Linked DNA regions of Pan troglodytes: region 2 is linked to region 1. The links are chromatin contacts, called in public HiChIP or PLAC-seq maps. All regions are on one chromosome and are shown on one strand. Each heading gives the region's core, a stretch centred on a gene start, on an enhancer-like site or on the middle of the called end of the contact. The rest is flanking DNA. Distances are from core to core; before and after follow the strand shown. Region 1 holds the start of NRSN2 (neurensin 2). Region 2 holds the start of SCRT2 (scratch family transcriptional repressor 2).

What was found. HiChIP or PLAC-seq counts read pairs in DNA pulled down with a chosen protein or histone mark.
Region 2: a contact with region 1 is called in an H3K4me3 HiChIP or PLAC-seq map of stem cell-derived excitatory neurons, with 2.3 times the contacts expected there. The contact joins the promoter of SCRT2 here to the promoter of NRSN2 in region 1. A contact is called at or near these places in 1 of 7 Hi-C or Micro-C datasets (induced pluripotent stem cells) and 1 of 1 datasets of contacts at active chromatin or transcription factors (stem cell-derived excitatory neurons).

What each region holds. Positions count from the first base shown.
Region 1 is chr21:7,075,143-7,081,375 of NHGRI_mPanTro3-v2.0_pri, reverse strand. NRSN2 (neurensin 2) reads right to left here and starts at 4,794. Exons shown (of 3, transcript XM_009436641.5): 1 at 4,716-4,794; 2 at 1,978-2,194. The coding sequence starts at 2,166.
Region 2 is chr21:7,405,091-7,411,768 of NHGRI_mPanTro3-v2.0_pri, reverse strand. SCRT2 (scratch family transcriptional repressor 2) reads left to right here and starts at 3,920. Exons shown (of 2, transcript XM_016937263.4): 1 at 3,920-5,240. The coding sequence starts at 5,108.

The DNA.
Region 1 (6,233 bases), core at 3,545-6,044:
TTTTGACGTCCACAAAATAACGTGCTGGGGTTTTGATTGGCATTGCATTGAATCAAAGATCAGGTTGGGAAGAACTAACATCTTGACTATTCCAATCCACGAATATGAACTATTTCTCCATTTATTTAGTTATTTGATATCTTTTGAGTTTTGTAGTTCTTCTCATATTGCAGATATTTTGTTAGATTTACACCTAAGTATTTCTCTCTTCTTTGGTGCTAAGGTAAATGGTAACATGTTTTTAATATCTTACTATTTTGCTTTCTCCCTTCCTTTCTTCTCTCTTTTCTTTTCTTGACAGAGTCTCACTCTGTTGCCCAGGCTGGAGTGCAGTGGCACAATCATGGCTCACTGCAGCTTCAACCTCCTGGGCTCAAACGATCCTCCTGGCTCAGCCTCTTGAGTAGTAGGCATCACAGGCCCACGCCACTACATCCAGCTAATTTTTTATTTTTAGTAGAGATGAAGTCTCACTATGTTGCCCAGGCTGATCTTGAATTCCTGGGCTCAAGCAATCCTCCAGCCTCAGCCTCTCAAAGTGCTGGGATTACAGGTGTGAGCCAGTACCCGTGGCCATTTTTTGTTTGTTTGTTGTTTTAAGACAGAGTTTCACTCTTGTTGTGCAGGCTGGAGTGCAATGGCACGATCTCTGCTCACTGCAACCGCTGTCTCCCGGGTTCTAGTGATTATCCTGCCTCAGCCTCCAGAGTAGCTGGGATTATAGGCGCCCATCACCACACCCAGCTAATTTTTGTATTTCTAGTAGAGATGAGGTTTCACCACGTTGGCTAAGCTGGTCTCGAACTCCTGACCTCAGGTGATCCACCCACCTTGGCCTCCCAAAATGATGGGATTACAGGCTATTTTCTTTTCTGAAGGAAATACCACAGGAAATGCTGACTTCCCTTAGATGGTGTGGAGTGAAGACCTGAGAGACCACACAGTAGTGGCCATTTGGGGAACATGTGGGGAGAGTCTGAAGCTAACAGGCTACCAGGGTAGGGGCACCATGAGGAGGCTGAAGACTAAGAAAACTTGCAAAGTCCTTGGTATAAAGGGTTGAACTGCTGGATCAAACTTTGCCTGAAAGTATGCAACCTTGGACCTTGGGTCTCTTCTAAAAAATGAGCAACATTTTCCCTTCTTTTTTTTTTTTTTTTTTTTGAGACAGAGTCTTGTTCTGTCGCCCAGCTGGAGTGCAATGGTGCAAACTTGGCTCACTGCAACCTCTGCCTCCTGGGTTCAAGCAATTCTCCTGCCTCAGCCTCCTAAGTAACTGGGATTACAGGCGCCTGCCACCACGCCCGGCTCATTTTTTTTTTTTTTTTTTTTTTTAGAGGCAGTTTCGCTCTTTCACCCAGGCTGGAGTGCAATGGATTGATCTCAGCTCACTGCAACCTCCACCTTTTGGTTTCAAGTGATTCTCCTGCCTCAGCCTCCCGAGTAGCCGGGATTACAGGCGCCCGCCACCACACCCAGCTAATTTTTGTATTTTTAGTACAGACAGGGTTTCACTATGTTGGCCAGGCTGATCTCCAACTCCTGACCTCGAGATCCACCAGCCTCAGCCTCCGCCTCCCAAAGTGCTGGGATTACAGGCGTGAGCTACCGCACCCGGTCCATTTTTGTATTTTTAGTAGAGAAAGGGTTTTGCCATGCTGACAGAGCGGGTGTTGAACTCCAGACCTCAGGTGATCTGCCCACCTCAGCCTCCCAAAGTGCTGGGATTACAGGCATGAGCCACCATTATTTACATACAATAAATATGTAAATAATTATGTAAATAATTTGTATGTAAATACAAATACAATGAAGGCTCCCTTCATTATTTAAACCCATTTGAATTGGGTTTTCTGTTGCTTGAATGTGCAAGACTCCTAACTACTACGCTATCTCTTTTTTCCTCTGAACCTCAAATTCAGACTCATTTCCTCCATCAAGGCAGAGGAATCATGGGAGTTGCTCATCTGGCCTTACCTTCCAACACAGTGAGGGCCAGGGCCGGCGGGGGCACAGGACCGGAGGTCCCTCAGGGTCGTCGCTGAGAGCAGTGCCTGCACAGTCCTCATAGAAGAGGTGCAGGTAGGAGCGGACCCCATACCACTTGCCATCCTCCACGCTGGGGCCGCGGCTGCAGCTGCAGGAACGATTGCAGCTCGGCATCATGGACCCCTGGGGAGCAGGTAAGGTGCAGCTGATGGAGGGAGGGATTAGTGGGAGCTGCTCATGGTGACCTTCATAAGCCCCCTAAATCTTTGTGCCCCACCCGCTTCTCCTCCCACTCGAGACACCCTACACTCATAGCACAGTCTGGCCTTTTGGAATCCCAGCCTGTCCTTCCCAAAGCACACTGCGAATGAGCCAATGCACTGAAGGCCTTAGCCCAGTGCCTGGCAATTGGAGGTGTCAATAAATGTGCATGTTTACTCTGGAGGCCACCCAGTACTTGGGACTGTGGGCTCTGGAGCCTGACCACTTGGACTGGAGTCGTGGACACACTGCTTCCTGGAGGCGTGACCTTAGACAAGTGCTTCCACCTTTCTGGGTCTCAGTTTCCTCATCTGTAAAACAGACCTAATAATCATACTTGTTTCATACAGTTATTGTGTCTAATGCTGAGGAATGGTAGCTGTTGTGATTAGTACTGTAATTTTTTTGTTATCACTTCCATCTTGAACTTTTTAGTCTCCATATCCGGAATGAGAGAGCCTCACCCTCCGCTCCCCTTCAGACCCCCTCCTGGGGGTAATTGTCATGGCTGACACTTGGGCTGGAGTTCCCAAGCTGCAAGGCTATAAAAGGTCCTCCCCAGGACTGCCCCTGAAAGCCTCCAGATTCCAATGAATTTTGACTCCATTGGAAGTGAAAGTCAGGGTCCCTCAGGATTAAAGACTCTTAGGCTTAAGGGCTGTTAGATTTCCAGAGAAACCTATCAAATAACCTTTTTTTTTTTTTTCCACAAAAGTGGACACGGATCTTGGGAATGGAAGGTACTTGTATATCCATATACAGGTTTGGCCCAAACCAAAGCCAGGAGGTGTTGGGGGAGGACTGGGCTTCTACCCCAGTCTCCATGATGGCCCTCAGCCTTAATTAGCAGCCTCCTGCAAAATGAAACAACGTGCTTGTTCCAAAGGGTACGATAAAGGTCCTGACAGCTGCCTCTCACTTCCAATCAGATGTGGTCCTCAAATCCCTGCATAGAGAAACTCACCGAAACAGCACAGAGAAACACACAGACATGCTCGCAAAGCACACAGAGACCTACCCAGATAGGTACGACACACACACACACACACACACACACACACACACGGTTGGAGGTTCTGCTTGGAGTCACACGGCACACAAGATTGCTGTCAAGAAAGCCTGTCCATAAATAGTGGCTGTACACCCTCCTCACTTACAATTCAGGGAAAAGAAGAGCGGGGAAGAAAAGGAGGAAAAACAACAACAACAAAAGCCATGACAGAGAGCGGGAAAAGGCAGAGACTGAAAGCGAAGGAGCGTCGGAGGAGGAGGGCGAGAGGGCTGGAGAGGAGGGCTCATCCGAGGAGGTGGGCGAGGAGGGCTCATCCGAGGAGGTGGGCGAGGAGGGCTCATCCGAGGAGGTGGGCGGGGCGGGCTGTGCGGAGGGTGCGGCCCGCGCGGTACCCGCCCCGGCGAGGCGCTGGGGAGGCCCGGGAGGGGGGAATAAACGGGGCCTGGGGGACGGTAGGAGCCTCCGTGCGGAGACCACTGTTAAAGGCCACAGGTGAGGAGGTGTGGAGGGGGCTTCGGGGCGGTTGACCTGGGTCAGCTCCTCCCCTCCAATTCACCGCTTCCCCCACTCCAAATAGACGGAATCACTCAGTCCTGCTGGTACTGGAGAGGGAAGGTGACCCTGACGGTGCCTCCCGCTCGGCCTGGCCCCTCCGCCTGGCGTTTTAGGGTTGCGGGGAGTAGGTCCAGCTGGCGGGGGGCGGGGCGCAGGCACCCGGGACGAGGGTTGCCATGGGAACCGCTAGGGAGGCGTCCCCAGCCGGGAGCCGGGAGGAGCTTGGTGGGAGGGGAGCGGGAAGAGGAGGGGGCGGCGCTGTCCGACGGGGGGAGACTGCGGCGGAGGGAGGAGGCGAGGGGCGGGAGGCACGGGCGGAAGTGACAGAAGCCAGGGCCCGAGGATGGATGGAATCTGTCGCCTCTGCACAGCCGCATTCCGTTGTCCTTCCCAGACCCTCAGACTCGCCCACTACGGCGTCCCGCGCTGCCTGGGTCGGGGAGAAGGGGCGCCCTCCCGAGGGGGAGGGGGAGGGGGTGTCGGCCGGGGAAATCAGGCCATTTCCCCGCTCCCTTCCCCACCTGCACCCGCGCCACTCTTTCTGACAGGACCACCGATCCCCTGGTCCACACCAACTGCGTCCTTTTCCCTAGAGAGAAACGGAGGCAGAGAGGGCTAGGAATGGGTTTTCGGTTTGAAGTGTTGGCGGGGGTGGGGGGTGTCCTTTGAAGCCTCTACCCAGCCTATCAACCCTGAGGCGTCGCGGGGCGATGGGGCTGTTTCTGTCTCCTGCCCCTGCTACTTCCCTGAGACCCCCCACCTCCCAAAGCCGAGGCTCAGGCGCAAAGGTCCTGGCCCTGGCGGGACACAGCCCGGGCTGAGGATGCGGGCAGAGCGCGGGGACTCTCCAGGGGCTGGGGCTGGGGCCTGGCCGCGCGTGGGGCAGGGCTGAGCTCACCTCTCTGCCTGCCGTCTCCGCCGAGCGAAAGCGGGCTCGGTTCGCGCCTGCGCCGCAGTTCGGGGCGGGGGCGACACGGGGGCGGGGGAGGGGGGCGCCGGCCCGCCTCAGGGCCCGGCTCTGCAGACGGCGGCCGCCTGCAGCTCCCCCAGCTCCTGTCCCCTTCCAGAGTTCCCTGCTCGCTCGGACACCCCAGCTCCCTCACAGAGACCCCTGGGACTCCCTGGGCCCCAAGCCCTCCTGCAGTCCCTCAAACTCCTCACCGAAGCTGCCATCACTCCCGCAGCTCCCCACCCCTCTCGTGGAAGACCCGTCCCTTAACGGAGCCTTCATCTCCTCGCTGCACCGTCAGTCCCTTTTCCAGGTCTCCATCCCCCTCATGGAGCCCCACCCCAGCGTAGAAACCGGCATCTCCTCGCCGGGCCCCCGTCCTCTTCACAGGCTCCCATCTCTCTCCGGGCTCCTACCGGGAAGTCCCCTCCCACTTGCCTTGAGAGCCCCTAATCTCTCTGGAGTCCTCACATCTCGCTCAGTCCCCATCCTCTTTTCATCCTCTTTTCCTCTTTGAGTCCCTACCCATCCCTGGTACAGGATCAGCCCTTGTACCTCGAGAAGGGAGTTTGGGTGGAGGACTCGGGGTTGGGAGAGAAGTGACCTCCACTTTGGAAGGAGCTAATGGCACAGCCTCCCTTGTTCTTTCCTCCCCTAGCCCCAGTTCTGCCCTGGGCAATGCGTGCCCACTGCCCATCTCCCTGGAGAGCCAGCCTGTGCCAGGCAGCTGCATCTGCCTCACACCCTGTCATGAGCTGTCAGCCTTGATTTTGTCCCATATTTGCTGTGTGATCTTGGGAAAGTCATTGTGCCCCTCCAACCGTCATCAAGCACCCTTGCACAAACATGCCTTTGTGTCTTGAGCATCTGTTCTGTTTCTCCTTGTGCTAGGGGCTGGGGACACACAGATGAATGAGCTCTGCAAGATAGGGCCACATCTTCCTTTTTAGTTTTTCTTTTTCTTTTTTTTTAATTTTTATTTTTTTGAGACAGCGTCTCACTCTGTTGTCCAGGCTGGAGTGCGGTGGCATGATCACGGCTCACTGCAGCCTCGATCTCCCAAGGCTCAGGTGATCCTCCCACCTCAGTCGCCTGAGGAGCTGGGACTACAGGCACGCACTACCATGCCTAGCTAATTTTTTGTATTTTTAATAGAGACAGGGTTTTGCCATGATGCCCAGGCTGGTCTTGAACTCCTTGAGCTCAAGTGATCCACCTGCCTTGGCCTCCCAAAGTGCTGGGATTGTAAGTGTGAGCCACCGTGTCTGGCCAAGGCCACATATTTCTTGTTCATGTTGTATCTGTGAGGCTCCCATAGTGCTTGGCACTGAGTAGGCAGCCCAGTAAATATTTACTGAAGACAGTCTAATAATAGTAGCAAACTTATTATGCTCATTATGTGCAAAGTGTTTAAGCGTTTTGTATGTTCTATTTACTTATTTAAGTGTGTGTGTGTGTGTGTGTGTG
Region 2 (6,678 bases), core at 2,671-5,170, 330 kb before region 1:
ATGAATAGTGAATATCCTGACATGGTTTACTAGACTTCAGCATTTCTTCTATTTGGAAGTAAGTGACAGTTAGCAAGTGCTCAAGATAAATATTTGTTGAACTATTTTTTTTTTTCCTGAGATGGAGTCTCGCTCTGTCACAAGGCTGGAGTGCAGTGGCACGATCTCACCTCACTGCAACTTCTACCTCCTGGGTTCAAGAGATTCTCCTGCCTCAGCCTCCCTAGTAGCTGACATTACAGTCGCGCGCCACCATGCCCAACTAATTTTTGTATTTTTAGTAGAGATGGGGTTTCACAATGTTGGCCAGGATGGTCTCAATCTCTTGACCTCGTGATCCACCCGCCTCGGCCTCCCAAAGTACTGGGATTACAGGCGTGAGCCACTGCACCTGGCTGAACTGAAATATTTTATGATCTTTTTGGAAAACACAAAAAGAAGGGAGAGGGAAACCCCATAGTTCCAGACCCTTATTTCACTCTTTTGTGTGTGTTTATTTTTGTTTTGGTTCATGGTTGTGAACGTGCTGTGAGAGGTTTCTGTATTCTGCACCCCTCACTTAACACATTCTATAAGCTTATCTCCCCATATGAGAATTTTTAATGGCTGCAGAATACTACATGGAGTGAACGTCTTCTTCACAACCCTCTCCTTGCTTTCTCCAACCCAGGGTTTTTATTACCATCTCTGATGCTGCAGCGAACATCCTTGGGAATAAAAGTTATTTCCTTATTTCATGTGACTTAGAGAAATTAATTCCCCACAGTGAACTTCCTGAAACCAGTAAGCTGGGGTGGGGGGAGGTTTGGGGGACAGAAGGCCCTTCCTGGTGTCCTAGTGATGAAATTCTGCTGGCCATTGTGTATTTCATCCATACTTAAGGTCTCCTCCCCTCTGAAGGTATTTTGGAACCTCATCTTCAGGGCTCAAGGCTTCTTCTCATCTGCTAAATGCACCCACACTATCTTCCAACTTGTGGTCAGAGACCTGGGGTTTTATCCTCAACCCGACACTAGTGGGCTGCAGGACCTATTAATACATCATTTCTGTGGGGCTTCCTTTGATCAGTTAAGGGGTGGATCACTATCTTTCCCAGTGAGAACAGTCCAGTCCCAGCTCTGTCCCAAGTTGCTGTGACCTATATTCCTTTTTAAGGACTCTGGGATCCATTTTGCCATCTCTTAGATGAGAGGTTGGAGAGGTAGAACCATCAGGCAGGTGGAGGTGAGCTAGATGACACCCACTTGCCTTATTTACCCACAGTGAACTAGGCACCCTTAGAGGACAGAGATCCAAGTACCCAGCACAAACTAAAAAATATGGCTATACCACAATTGTCAATGACTGAACAAATAAGCAACTTCCTCTATGTAAACAGTGAAAAGTTATTCTCCAACCAATAGGTCTACTTAGTCACAGTTGTAAGCTATAGTTATAGGCTGAATCTCACCCCTACAATCGTTCATTCTTTCATTCACTCATTCATTTGGGATTTATGGAGTAATCTCTGGGTCTGGCCCTGCTAACGTGTTGAACTCATCTTCCTTCCCTTCTTGCTGTCCTCAGCTGCCCAAGCTCATTCCTGCCTCAGAGCCTTTGAACTTGTGAAGCCTCTGGCTGGAGCACTCTTTCCTGGGCTCCTCCCATGGCTGGCTCAAGTCTAGGTTCACATGCCACCTCTCCCAGGAGACCCTTGCTGGTCACCCTGCCTAAAGGCACCATCACTCTCCATCATCTCCCCCTGTTTTATGTTCCTCACAGCACTGGACAACTATCTGAAAATATATTGTTGATTTAAGGATTTTCTTGTTTGGTGTCCATCCACTCAATGAATGGACAGCTGCAAGATCAGCTGCAAGAAAGCAGGGACCAGAGATGCCTAGTTCACCACTAATTCCACAGAATCCCACTAACATGTAACAAATGAGTGCTGCATGCTACAGGCAAAACTGCATATATAGAACCCTCAAGCACTGAACTCCTACCATATGCCAGTCACCATTCCAAGCCCTTTACATGTAGTAACTCTTCTAACACTCCCAACAACACTTAGGTAGTGACAATTATTATTCCCATTTTATAAGTGGGGAAATTGAGGCACAGAGCGGTTGAGTAACTTGTCCAAGGACCTATGGCTGATAAGTAGGGGAGCTAGAAGACCCTCAGGCACACTGTTAAGAGTGTGTTAGGCCATACATGGGACAGAGTCTTTGTCCTCATGAAGCTCAGGGACCAGTGGGTGAGTTGGCCCAGTCTGCAATGATGGAAGTCAGGGACACCTCCTGGAGGAAGTGACCCCTCGGCTGAGTCTTGAGAACAAGTAAGGGTTTCCTAGGGTGAAGTGCAGGGAAGGACTCTGGGCAGTGGAGATGGTATGCAGGTCAAGAGAGCTGCAAGCCCAAAGCACCAGTAGGCGCCTATGGCTGGAGCAGAGAAGCATGGGCGTGCCATGAGTCAAGGGTGTGGTCACTTCAACTCTCAGTGACAGAGGTTTAAAAAAGTCCCATAGGCAACATGGTGAAACCCCGTCTCTGATAAAAAGACAAAAAATTAGCCGGGCATGGTGGCACATCCTGTAATCCCAGCTATTCGGGAGGCTGAGACAGGAGAATCACTTGAACCTGGGAGGCGGAGGTTGCAGTGGGCTGTGATCGCACCATTGCACTCCAGCCTGGACAACGAGAGCGAAACTCCATCTCAAAAAAAAAAAAAAAAATTCCCATGGGCAAGATATGAGGCAATGCAACAGGAAAGATGGTGGGGGACCTCCAGACCATGCAGGACCTTGGCAAGATCAGGGGCCCCCATTTTTTTTTGGACCTGCAATGTTTTTCAATGTTTATATATAGGGAGTAAACTGCCTTAATTCCTTATTTGGGTCAGGGAAAACAATCTAAAACCATACAGGGCAAATTCAATGGTAAACCTTCTGTTTACACATCCTTGCATCTCTATGTCTTTTGAAAATATTCAAGGCCAACAGATCCTGCATTGGAAACTCTAACTTCTTCTTCTTCTTCTTCTTCTTCTTCTTATTATTATTATTATTATTATTATTATTATTATTATTATTTTGGAGATAGGGTCTCGCTCTTTCATCCAGGCTGGAGCGCAGTGGTGCCATTACAGCTCACTGCAGCCTCGAACTCCCAGGCCCAAGCGATCCTCCCACCACATCCTCCCAAGTAGCTAAGGCCACATGTGTGCACCACCACACCTGGCTAATTTTTTTTTTTAAACTATTTGTAGAGACAAGGTCTCACTATGTTGCCCAGGCTGGTCTCAAACTCCTGACCTCAAGTGATCCTCCTGCCTCAGCCTCCCAAAATGCTGGGATTACAGGCTTGAACCACCACGAGGGGCCCCAGTTTTATTCTGAGACTTCTGGGCTACACCTCAAGGACCCTGATAGGCCCTGATTCAGTGGTGCCCGGAGGCCACTGAGGTCTCTGGCAATTGCTGCTGACTCACTGCATGACCTTGAGCACCTCCAAGCCCTCTCTAGGTCTTAGCCTGCAAACTGGTATTGGATGACCCAGTCCCAAAAGGACATCCCCACTCCACCAGCCTTGCATCTCATAACCAGAATTCCATTGACAGTGAGAGCCTGGAATTCCTAGAGTCTGATTCTGGGACTCTTGTGCACTGGCCATCCCACACTTGCTGAAGCAGGTCCGCCACCATGGGGCTTTGCCCAGCACCCTCTGGGCAGGGGGCTGAGCTCTCCTGCTCCTTGGTCCTGCCAAGATATGGGGGCTCCCCCAGGTTTGGATCGGACTGGGGGTGGCGGGTCTGCTCAGATCCTTTTAGAGACAAAGGAGCTGACCTGCAAAGAGTTCCAGCAGGAGCCCCGCTCCCCCTCCCTTCCCCCCTCTCCCTTCCCAGTCCACGTGTCTCTATTGTCTGCTCCCCGCTTCAGGGAAAGACACTGCCTCGGATGTGTCAAAACCACCACCCCCCGGCAGCAGGAAAATTAATTACTGGACGATTTTCACTTCCTCTTGCAGCGCCCGCCTGAGCTAGGCACCGGAACAGGACCAACTGAGCAAGGCCAGGCATCGGCGTGGGGGGACTTGCTCCCCCACCAGTTCTGGAAGAAGAAAGTTGAACCCCAAACCCAATAGGGGGCTCCAGTGGGAGCCCGAGCAGGGGGGAGGGGAGACTCACTCTAGTGAAAGCTGAGTGTCCACCCCGGCCACTTCAGAACTGGGGGAGAGGGAGAGGACTGGAGGCGGGAGGGTGGCTGCTGGCCAGTGCGCACTCTTTTCTTTGCATCCCCTTCCCTGTGGCCCCATGTGCCTGAACCCCGCCTGCTCGGGACCGCTTTCCCTCCGTTCCCCTCGGCTTCCCCCTCGCTTTTGCACTTTTCTTTCCCTTTCTTTGCATCCCTGGGGGGGCTTCCTTTTTGTGTGCCTGGATTTCTCTTTTCCTCCTGTGGGTGTGTGTGTGTTGCTACTTCTCTCCATCTCTGTCTTTCTTCTCTCTGTGTTTCTCTCTTGTGTCTTTTTGTCCTTATCTTGGTCTCTCTGCTTCTATTTCTACCTCTCTCCGCGTGTGCGTCTCTCTTTCCCTGTATGTCTCTGTCTTTCTCCGAGTCTCTCTTCTTCTCCCCGCCCCCCTCACTCCCCTTTCTCCGTCTCTCTCTGTCTCTGCGCCTTTCTCGCCCTCACTTTCTCCCCTCCTGCCTGCTCGCTGCTCCCTGCTCCTGGCCTGCCCCCACCGCCGCCGGTTCAGGGGAACGTGTGCGGAGCGATTGTCCTGGGGGACATTTGATGGATTAGAGCGCTGAACAGTTCCATTGCTAGGGGACCACCTGATCTCCTCCAGCCTGCGTCCCATATAAAGCCGGCAGCCGGAGTGCTGAGCACAGCTCCTGCGATCCCCTGTCTGCGCGCCGCCGCCAAGCCCGAGCGGGAGCCCGAGCCCGAGCCCGAGCCGCGGCCGCCGCCACCGGTGCCGGCTCCGAGCGGCCCCCCGCACTCCAGCCCGCCGGGAGCTGTCCAGTGCTGAAAACCCGCGCGGACACAGCCAATCGCGCCCGGCTGGCCGCCTCCCCCCACCGGGGCCCCACGCAAGTGTCCCCGCCGAGCCCCCCGCCAGTCGCACCATGCCGCGCTCCTTCCTGGTAAAGAAGATCAAAGGGGACGGCTTCCAGTGCAGCGGGGTGCCGGCCCCCACCTACCACCCCTTGGAGACAGCCTACGTGCTGCCTGGCGCCCGGAGGCCTCCCGGGGACAACGGTGAGTGGGACCCGGCGGGGTGGGGGGGGGGGGGGGGGTTGGGAGAAGAGGCGAGGGGAGCTGGGGCCCTCCCCAGCTTGGGCCACGAGGAGGGGCGCGTGCGACAGGAAACCCCCGGGAGGAGATCTCTCTGGCCGTGGGCTCCTCCCGGGCTTTCCAAGGGCCGTGCGGGCGGGGCAGGGGCTAGGTCGTACAAAGGGAAAGTCGCGGGGTCGGCCCATCCCGCAGCCACGCGCCAGCCGGGACTTTGAAAGTTGTGGCCCTCAAATAGGGCTAGAGTGAGGGGGTGGCAAGAGAACACAGAGAGGGCTGTTCGTGAAAGGCCAGTGCTGGGCACTAAGGCACAAGGCAGTTTGAGGGTTCCCTCTCCCCCGTTGAGGAAGAGAAGCTGGCTGCCTGGGAAGGGGGAAGGTAAAGGGCCCTGGATGTTCAGTCCCTGGAGAGACAGGGTTGGTTCCCTGGGGGTGGCTGGGGGCGCCCTCCCTCCCTTCAAAGCTGCTCCCCTGCCGATGTCACACAAGTGCTCTCAGACCCCCTCTCTCAATAACTCTTTTGTTACCCTCAGCCACATGCCTGCCAAAGGCTGGGCCTGTCCTGGGGACTGCAAGAAAGAGAGGATTTCTGGGAGGGGTTCCCCCAAAGTGGCTCCTGGTCCCCTGGATTGCACTCCTTCCCCATCCCCAGCTTCTCAACCCCCTCCAGAACCAACCCTGCTGCTCCTCGTAAGCCCCCTCCTCACTACATACACACACACACACACGCACACACACACACACTCCATCTCTTCTCAGAACAAGTTCCTGCAGGGACAAGGGTTTGAGGGACAAGAGAAGTCATTCAGGTGCAGAAGGGGGTGATCTGTGGAAGGCAGGGGAAAGTGGAGACTGCTTCTGTGGATCCCATCCTCCACCAAGGGGATCACAAAGGGGTTCTCCCCTGATGGCCCCCACCAGGGCAGGTGTCTGAAGAGGAGGTGTCCCTTTGGTAGTGAGAGATCTGACATCACATGTGGCAGCTTTGGGTTGTGTGTGTGTGTGTGTGAGAGAGAGAGAGAGAGATGGGGGTGGGGAAAGAGAGAGAGAGAGAGAGAGGGAGATTGAGAGAGGAGAAAAGAAAGGACTGAGGATGAGGGGGGAACTGAGATGGCAAAGACAGGAGCCGGGGAGGGTGAGGGCTTCCACCTCTGGGATTTCCAAGCACTTCACCCACATTCCATCACTCTGCCACACCAGGTAGAGAGAGAAAGAGTGCTGGGCAAAGGGCTTTGTGACCTCATCAAGGTCAAAGAAGTTACAGAGTGATCAGGGATACAGCTACAGCCCCTCATCCACTGGCATCCCCCAGACCCTTAACAGAAACCCCTTCTCCTCTGCCCACATCCCTTATTCTACTGTCCTCTTTTCTTGATCACAGGGCCTCCTGAGGTGGAGGACAGAAG